Linked DNA regions of Drosophila melanogaster: regions 1 and 3 are each linked to region 2. The links are chromatin contacts, called in public Hi-C and HiChIP or PLAC-seq maps. All regions are on one chromosome and are shown on one strand. Each heading gives the region's core, a stretch centred on a gene start, on an enhancer-like site or on the middle of the called end of the contact. The rest is flanking DNA. Distances are from core to core; before and after follow the strand shown.

Region 1 (2,700 bases), core at 103-2,602, 570 kb before region 2:
ACGGCGGTATTGGTATTTCAGGTTTACGCCGTGAAACATAGTTGGCATGTCACAAACATAATCTTATACACGATATTATTATTATTATTGAATAAGGTTTGCCATAAGTTGGCACATTGACTTTTAGTTCGCTGCTTTGCATGATACCTTGTCTTAGGGCGTTGGTATCTGGGTATCATATTATATTCTGGGTAGATATTCTCTGTAGACTGCTGTGAGGTTTCTTCGACAGTTTCCGCACTTTTTTTATTTTAGCTTAGTGTGTGCAGAAGTGTAGAAATACGTAGTGGTTCAACTCTCCTGACAATTTAAAAATTTAAATACTTTCGAAAATCTTTTTCTTTATTGACTTTCTTTAAATATATTTTTTACTCCAATGGCATCGCTTGCACACACTTAAAACAGGTATAATTTAGAAAATATATCCCATAAGTTTTATTAGAGAATGCAACTTTTTTCCAGATCTTTATATAAATAGTATCAATAAAACAAGTTTGTCCACCCTCTAAAAATAGTTTTAATCGTTTGTCTACCCTTTAAAAATTGTTTTTATCGTTGGCACAGCCATTAAAATAAATGTTTATTGTTTGTCCGCTCTTAAAAGTAAATAATTTCGTTTGCTCACCTATTAAAACTATATTGGTACATATGTATGTACTTTTTGAAATAGGACGTGAGAAAAAAAAAACTAAAAAACATAAGCAAGCCGGTGGAAAAACAATTCCAGCTTTTAAATTAAAAAAAATATTTATTTATTCTTTTTGGCTTAAAAACCATTTTACTTTAAAACTCCATTGGTTTGCCTACCCTTTAAAAGCTTTATGGACAACGATGCAAACGTTGATGTTTTTAAGCTTTCCAAGTGTTGTCTTTATTTTCATTAATGGTCCGTTTTGGTTTCCTATGGATTCTTTCCCGAACTACCTTTATTAAATGGAAAATTAAATTATCATTAATCATTAGAGCTACTATAACGGCTTTCACAAAAAAAAGTAAGCAATCGAATCGTTTAGTGATCAGTAGATATGCAACGATTACATATACATATGCATATACATATATGAATGTCAGATTATTACGATTATCAAGCAAGATATTAAAAGTATTGGTAACGCCTTTTTTTTAATATTTCGTTTAAATTTTCAGTAGAGAGACAATCACTTTTAATGAATATTATTCTCGTTCTATATTAATTAAAGGCCAAGTGTCAATAATTCGTATAAAACATAAAACAAGAACATCAGTTTATGCTGTTAGCTCATTTTGTACCAATTTCATTATTCCGAATTTGTGGTATTTCGTCGATGCTATTTTAACTTATTTTTTTTAAAGAAAATTTGTTTTCATGGATTTTAATGACGTTATAAAAGTTATCGATACCAGTTGTTTTAACAGAATTGCTGAGTATAAGTGAATTTAAAAAATAAAAAATAAAGAAAAAAGACTGAAAATGATACTCTGGTCTTTACCAAGTATCAATAGAAAATCTACAAGGGATTTTGTGGTCGTAAAAGAACCACTTTAAAATTAAAACGAGACTTCCATAGTAGTAGTCGGCTGTAAAGGTATCAATAAAAGTGGTCCTAAATGACAAAATGTACAAATAAAATAATAAAATCCGTTCAAATATCTTGTGTTCCAAAGCCATAACATCTTGAATTGATAACAGTAATCATCCGTGAAATGTAATGTTTAAATCGAAGCTAGCGTCCCTTAACAAGAATACATACACACTGTCATTTTGTGTAAATATGTATAACATGTATGGTCGTATGTATGTATATAGCAGCGTCGGAAAATGCAGGCTCATATGTGTATACGCTTCCTTGTATATATGGATATGCACATATGCCAGTGAATACCGAACAGGAACAGATCCTTCCAAATTATTTATACATTAATCACATTCATGCTTATACAAAGTGCATTAAAGCTAATCAATTTATTTTTTAGTCTTGGATTTTAAACTGGACCCACAAACACAAATAATGCTATTGACATTGGTAAATCCGCATCAGAGTGCGTACAACCCAAATCAAAAATAAAACTGTTCGAAAACGATCCCAACAAAATGAAAATGGTTGGGTGCCACCCAAATGACAAAAAGGTGAAATATGATGGTATTAAAAGTAAAACTTCTTCCGTAACCATTCTAACTTCCGTACTAAATGATGCTATAAGCGCCCTCAAGTCTGCGTTTTACAAAAATCAAGCTCCAATTAGCGAGCAAAACAGATCTCAAATTGTTTCGAGAATGTCATTATTAAGGACAATACTGCTTATTATAATTTCAATTCACTTTAAATTGGCACATGCAGATCAGGGTACGTACTGCTTAACAATATTAAGACTTAACAGTAAATGATATCTTTTTAATGCTCACGAATATCTGCAGTTGTTCTATTGGATACAACTCGAGAAGCTACATTAGAGTGGACCAGGTATCCATATGGACCTCAAGCCCAAACACCAGGGGTACGCATTATATGTTATTGTTGCTCTTATTTTCAATTTTTATTTAAAAAACAAACGTTTGTTTGTAGTTAAACTTACGTCGACAATAATAAGATAGTAGTAATAAGATATTTATATTCAATTTATTCTATGTCAATTCGATTGTGTACAAATTCTTAAAGATTTTATATAGATTTCTTTATATGTGCTCTTTTTTCTAATTGAAAATCATTTAATTTTGAACGT
Region 2 (2,700 bases), core at 6-2,505:
CTGTGAGCAACACCATTATTGAACTTGAACGTCTACAGCACACCCAAACTAACGCTTACATGGGTACCCGGCGTCTCCGCCATTACAGGTAACTCACGAGAGATGAGGATTAGCCTCACACCCGTCAACACTGTGTTTTGAGTGATAGTCTTCCGAGTCTTGCCTCCTTTGGAAAAACCTTAACCTAACATATTACTGAACAATCTGATGATACTTCATTTCTTCGATGCCAAGGCGCTTAAAAGCTGACATTAACGATCTGGGCTTGGCTTAAAAATGTTAGTATGGCGGCTTAAACAATATTAAAATTTTAGTTTTGACAGTTTTTGAAGGTTTGTGGGCGTTGGAGTAGAAGTGGTAATTTTCTCTAGAATGTGCATGCTTTATCTTAACTTTCACATCTTTTATTTAGTTCCCGAGATCTCAACGTTTATACGGGCAGATCGACTTGGCGCTAGTGATCATGAGTAAGAATACTGTGGTCGATTCCTTCTACATACTTTTCAACGAATCTAGTATACCCTTTTACTCTAGGACTAACGGGTATAACAAGTAAATATGTTTATATTTTATGCTTCATTAAACAGTATTTTGTTGTTACGCTTTATAAAAAAGTGCTTTGTTGCTATAATTCGATTTTCAAAACATAGACATGCCTGTAAAATCCGAACTTACCTTCATTCATTTTCTGATTGACTTTTGTGTTGCCTATATCTTCATCGTACTGTTCACTTTGAAGAATAATTCCAAAACGTTCGTATGCCATATTTACAATACTATAATCCACATACGCATGAGTTTAAAGTTAGTATTAAAGCATTTCAAATGCCAGGATAATTGTAGGCACATGTGTTAGGTAAGATTTGTATGTTTCCTGAGCGTTGCATTCCCTGAGGCTATTTGATGTATCTGAAAGAACAGCATTTTTACTGCCATTATTCCATATGTAGGCAATATAAGACATGAATATAATATCACGGATGATTGATACGTACACACACAGAATTAATAATTGTCATATTTAAGTAGGGAACATAATATACATTAAATATGACAAACGGTTCTCTAAGAAAATGTAGTGAATATGTTAAAAAAATTCTGATTGAAATAATACGAAAGATTAATTAAACGCCACATAAATTTAATGATAGTCGAATTGTTTCACTAAAAGCCGAGGAAAACAAAAGAATTCAAGTAATTTTTATAAAACGCGATACCAAATGACTCAAAATATTGAAAAGGTTATTCTGCTTGTTTGGCATGGGTATTCGATGCCTAAATATTTGGGTTTTTTGCAACATACTAAACTTTAGTATTTTTTTACAACGCAAAATATATCTTGATTCCACGTCGACTAGCTTCTAAATATAGAACAAGCTGGCTGTAATCTCTGTAATTATATCGGTATAGCTTGAAATATACATGCAAAACATAAAATTAAATAATACTACAAATTTGTAAACCGATATGAATTAAATTTTTCATATGCTTAAAGAAAATCCTATCAAAGAATGTGTATATTTTTCTATTAGTTTTAGTGATAAATAAAGTTCATATGATACGGTCCACAAATACATTTCGAAAATGTGGAAATGGAATCATCCTCATTTCGGAAAACGAGTGCAATCATGCTATAACCAATTTCCCATCGTTAACAAAGCTTAACATGAGACTGGAACAGATTTAAAAGAGGCAACTGTTAAACGAAAGGGGAAAGTTTCTACTGCGTGGGATCAGGCACCGATGGTTCAACATCTCTACTGATCTTGTGTTCTGCTGTAGATTTGAAAAAGCGCCAATTCTGCCAATCCTTGTGTTTTGTGCTGATGTAAGAGATGCCAAGCATGCACAGCGATAATTTATAGTCAATCATGCTCCTGTAATTTTTATTTTTTATTTCGATTTGGGCAAAATCTTTTGATTTCGTTTTTAGCTGTTTTGGTTTTCGCAAAATTTTTGCTATCGGAATGTTTTGTAAACATTAAACAGCTGTTCAAGCTGTTTTCCAGACCATAGAGCGGACACCTTTTTTTACAGTTTTAAGTCCGACGTTCGCAATTACTTTGTTATTGCACTTTGACATTTAAGTAATAAAAATACATTTAATTAAATACATACAACTCTTTTGGCCATTCCTGAAATTCATTAATGAATTCTTTTATATTTTATAAGTATTTTTACCTGCCTGTTTCGTTTTACCAACAGTATGGCAGCCTTCGCAATAAATATTGGGAACGTACTTCTCCTTTGCTAATCCCCTTGCTAAATCGAAAATATTTGTTGCTGACGGCAAAATGTTGTTTGTCAAATCTGAGGTGGGGTCGGAAATACATTTTTTGTATAATAACGCATTGGCAGAATGATCTTGTGGTGATTTGGAATTAACATCGATAGACCACTGAATAAAATATTTTTTCCTTAGTTAATAAGATCTGATTTGATAGATATATGTATGTATAACAGGCATTTACTTTTAATTTCGCCCAGACAAAAGTAAAATTCTTACGAATTCGATTACCAGAGAATGTCAATATTGACCGTCACCAAAAAAGTGACTGCATTGTGCTAAACCAACGTATGGTCGTTACCAATCATGTTATTCTAATGTCTTTGATTTGACTCTGTTAATAGAGATTGAGAAATATCGATGATGGCGGACATCGATGTTTTTGGCGAAATATGTTGAAAAAACATCGACGT
Region 3 (2,700 bases), core at 91-2,590, 990 kb before region 2:
TATACAGGCAAATTGTACCTACAACCTGTACCTATAAATATGTACGTACATACATACATATGTGATTTGTCTTATGCTTTATGTTTGCAATACGAAAACCACGGGACAAATCTCAATCTAAATTGTATTACCCAAATGTAACAATTTAACTAAAGAGAATGCTATAGTCGACTTCCCCGAATATCAGATACCCGTTTCTCAGCTAGTGTACATGCGGACGGAAAATTAATCAATTTTCTGGAGATATTGTGGAATAAAATGAGAAAACAATTAAAAATGTTAAAAAGTGTGGTCGTGACCGGTTTGGCAGCCTTAGGGCGTTAGAGGTTAAAAGTTATTTGACAAGAATAATAAATTAATGACAAAATTTACAAAAATTTTTCAAAAATGTTGGTCCTTTGAGCGTTTTTAGGGCGTGGCAACATGCGTCTCTAGAATCTATATGCTGAACCCTTTAGCTTTTATATTTCCTGAGATCTCGACGTTCATACTTTCAGACGGACATGGGCAAATTGACTCGGCTATTAATAAACGGATGTTTTACTGGCAGTAAAACTTACGAGCGTAGGTAGGTTTTAATTTATACATAACATTTCAAACCCTTTGTTCACATTTCAATGTTTACTGTGAATAATACTCCAGCGATAATTAAATTTTAGAAAACATATTCGTTGAATGTATAAGCATACATTATTTTTATATATACATAAATATGTATATGCATGTATGTATATTAGATTGCTAGGTTTGGATTTTTACTGAAGTACGATACACAGTTTGATTTCGTGAATCATTATAGTTTTCCTAAAGATTAATAAAAAAAAAAACACTTATAGCTACTACTACTTGCACAACTTTTTGTTAGAAAATTTTATACGTCAGGAAAATAAACTATGAATGACTACTTGACGGCAATGTTTATAAACGATTTGTACTGTTAGAATAGACAGTCCCCGAAGGATACTGCCAGGCAAGTGAAAGAATCTAAGGCTATGACCGAACTGCACAAGAGCTTAAAGCTTGTTGTTTTCAGTAAAAGTATGTACATAGCCATACCTAGGTGCACAGTTAGTATGTGTGAGGTATGGATTGCTGTAAGCGTTCTTTGCCATTTCAGTTACATTAAACGTCAATAAACTGAAAAAAATAACCATACTTTTTTATACGCATATACAAACACGTACATTTTGGCATTAATCGTCCATATAATCAATAACATTTTACGATGGCTTTCGATGGTTTCAAAAATAATAGATATATATATATATAGAGTTATTAGTTGTAAAAGGCAGGTTTCGTAGGTTTGGATTAATTTTCAAATAGAAAAGTAACTTACTTAGTAATGTCTCAAACTTTTCCAATCAAAATTTTATGTGTGGCTATGTGCGTAAAGATAGCGTCACATGCTTAGTAACAATTATGGAACGGTGGAAATAAAATACGTGGGCCCTTTAAAATTGTTTTTAATTAAAAAAGATTGGACAAAAGTTCCTTTTAAAAGTATCCTGCAAATTGTAGTGTGAGTACACTTTTAGGGATGGCTTCCTTCATTCTTGTATTGTTGTACCAATTTGGAACAGCAAAAAAAATGACTGAAAATATATAAAGTTAACATTTACATATCCTAAAATACTTCCGTTGATTTTGTCTCCAATGTCAATAAAGCAACCGAGAACTTTGAGAATAATGAGAAGGAAAGATATCGTTTATTCCAGGATTCAGTTTTTCTAGTTACTATATTCCATTCAGCATCAGAACCAAAATCGATCCCCGGAAAAGTTTAAATTATTCATTTGGAAGTTAACATGTCGATAACAGTAACGCCTAAATAACCTAAACAGCTACTTTTTTGGTTTGGCATATCTGCCTCGCACTCGCAATTTTAATGCAATTTTCATTGCAAAACAGCAATATATACTCATATTTGCATTCTATGAAATTTATTAATAATATTAAATAAGTTAGTTTTGATATTGGCAATACTAACAACAAAAATTTGTATATACATAAACAATATAATTTTTCGTTTCCGCAAAATAGAAAATAATTTAAAACAATAAGTGCTGTAAGGAACAAAAGAAGATTTTAGACAAATAAAAGGTAAAAAATAGTATTATACATAATACATAGTAGTTGTGGCAGCACGTTGCATATAACTGTGTCTCAAATGTACAAACGATTACGAACTTTCACTATCACATCTGCTAAAAAACCATTTGATAATGGAACTGGGCTATGACAATGATCGATATTTTATGAAAAAAAACGTGTAATATCTATATATATTAATACGAACACACAAAGATAAAATGTTTTTTCCAAGACTTTAAAAAGTGGTTGAACAAAAGTTTGTGAACATTTTAGGATAAGTGCCAATATTATACATAAATCATTCGACTATCTATCACTCTTGGCGCTTTGGAAGATAGACAGGACTTCCTAATAATAACAAAGCTCACAAAAACCTTATTCAACGCTAACAACTCCCCAATCATAAAAAATATTAAAATCATACCGCTCATCAAAACGTCCCCCATACAAATCAGCAATAGACCGAATAATAGAAAAAGCAAAGCCCATTAACTACCATTTAAACAACAAAAAATACCCGCGCAGTCCTTACCTCCCTGGAACACCAATCTCTCCAAAATTGACACAACACTCAATAAGTTCAACGAAAGCAACACGACCCCACAACTT

Evidence for each region. A called contact is a pair of places that touch in the nucleus more often than the background predicts. HiChIP or PLAC-seq counts read pairs in DNA pulled down with a chosen protein or histone mark.
Region 1: a Hi-C map of the Kc167 cell line shows a contact between it and region 2, with 10 times the contacts expected there. The contact joins the promoter of Eph here to the promoter of pho in region 2. A contact is called at or near these places in 5 of 107 Hi-C or Micro-C datasets (the Clone 8 cell line, the Kc167 cell line, the OSC cell line and 1 more).
Region 3: a contact with region 2 is called in a POLR2A S2P HiChIP or PLAC-seq map of the Kc167 cell line, with 6 times the contacts expected there. The contact joins the promoter of Abcd1 here to the promoter of pho in region 2. A contact is called at or near these places in 11 of 107 Hi-C or Micro-C datasets (the Clone 8 cell line, the Kc167 cell line, the OSC cell line and 4 more) and 1 of 6 datasets of contacts at active chromatin or transcription factors (the Kc167 cell line).

The regions. Positions count from the first base shown.
Region 1 is chr4:609,332-612,031 of dm6, forward strand. Eph (Eph receptor tyrosine kinase) reads left to right here and starts at 1,353. Exons shown (of 14, transcript NM_166776.4): 1 at 1,353-1,565; 2 at 1,954-2,324; 3 at 2,396-2,475. The coding sequence starts at 2,072.
Region 2 is chr4:1,180,373-1,183,072 of dm6, forward strand. It overlaps pho (pleiohomeotic), which reads right to left and starts at 1,256. Exons shown (of 7, transcript NM_166827.2): 1 at 1,218-1,256; 2 at 676-909. The coding sequence starts at 766.
Region 3 is chr4:192,489-195,188 of dm6, forward strand. It overlaps Abcd1 (ATP binding cassette subfamily D member 1), which reads right to left and starts at 1,341. Exons shown (of 10, transcript NM_166736.4): 1 at 1,057-1,341. lncRNA:CR44441 (long non-coding RNA:CR44441) reads left to right here and starts at 2,244. Exons shown (of 1, transcript NR_123744.2): 1 at 2,244-2,700.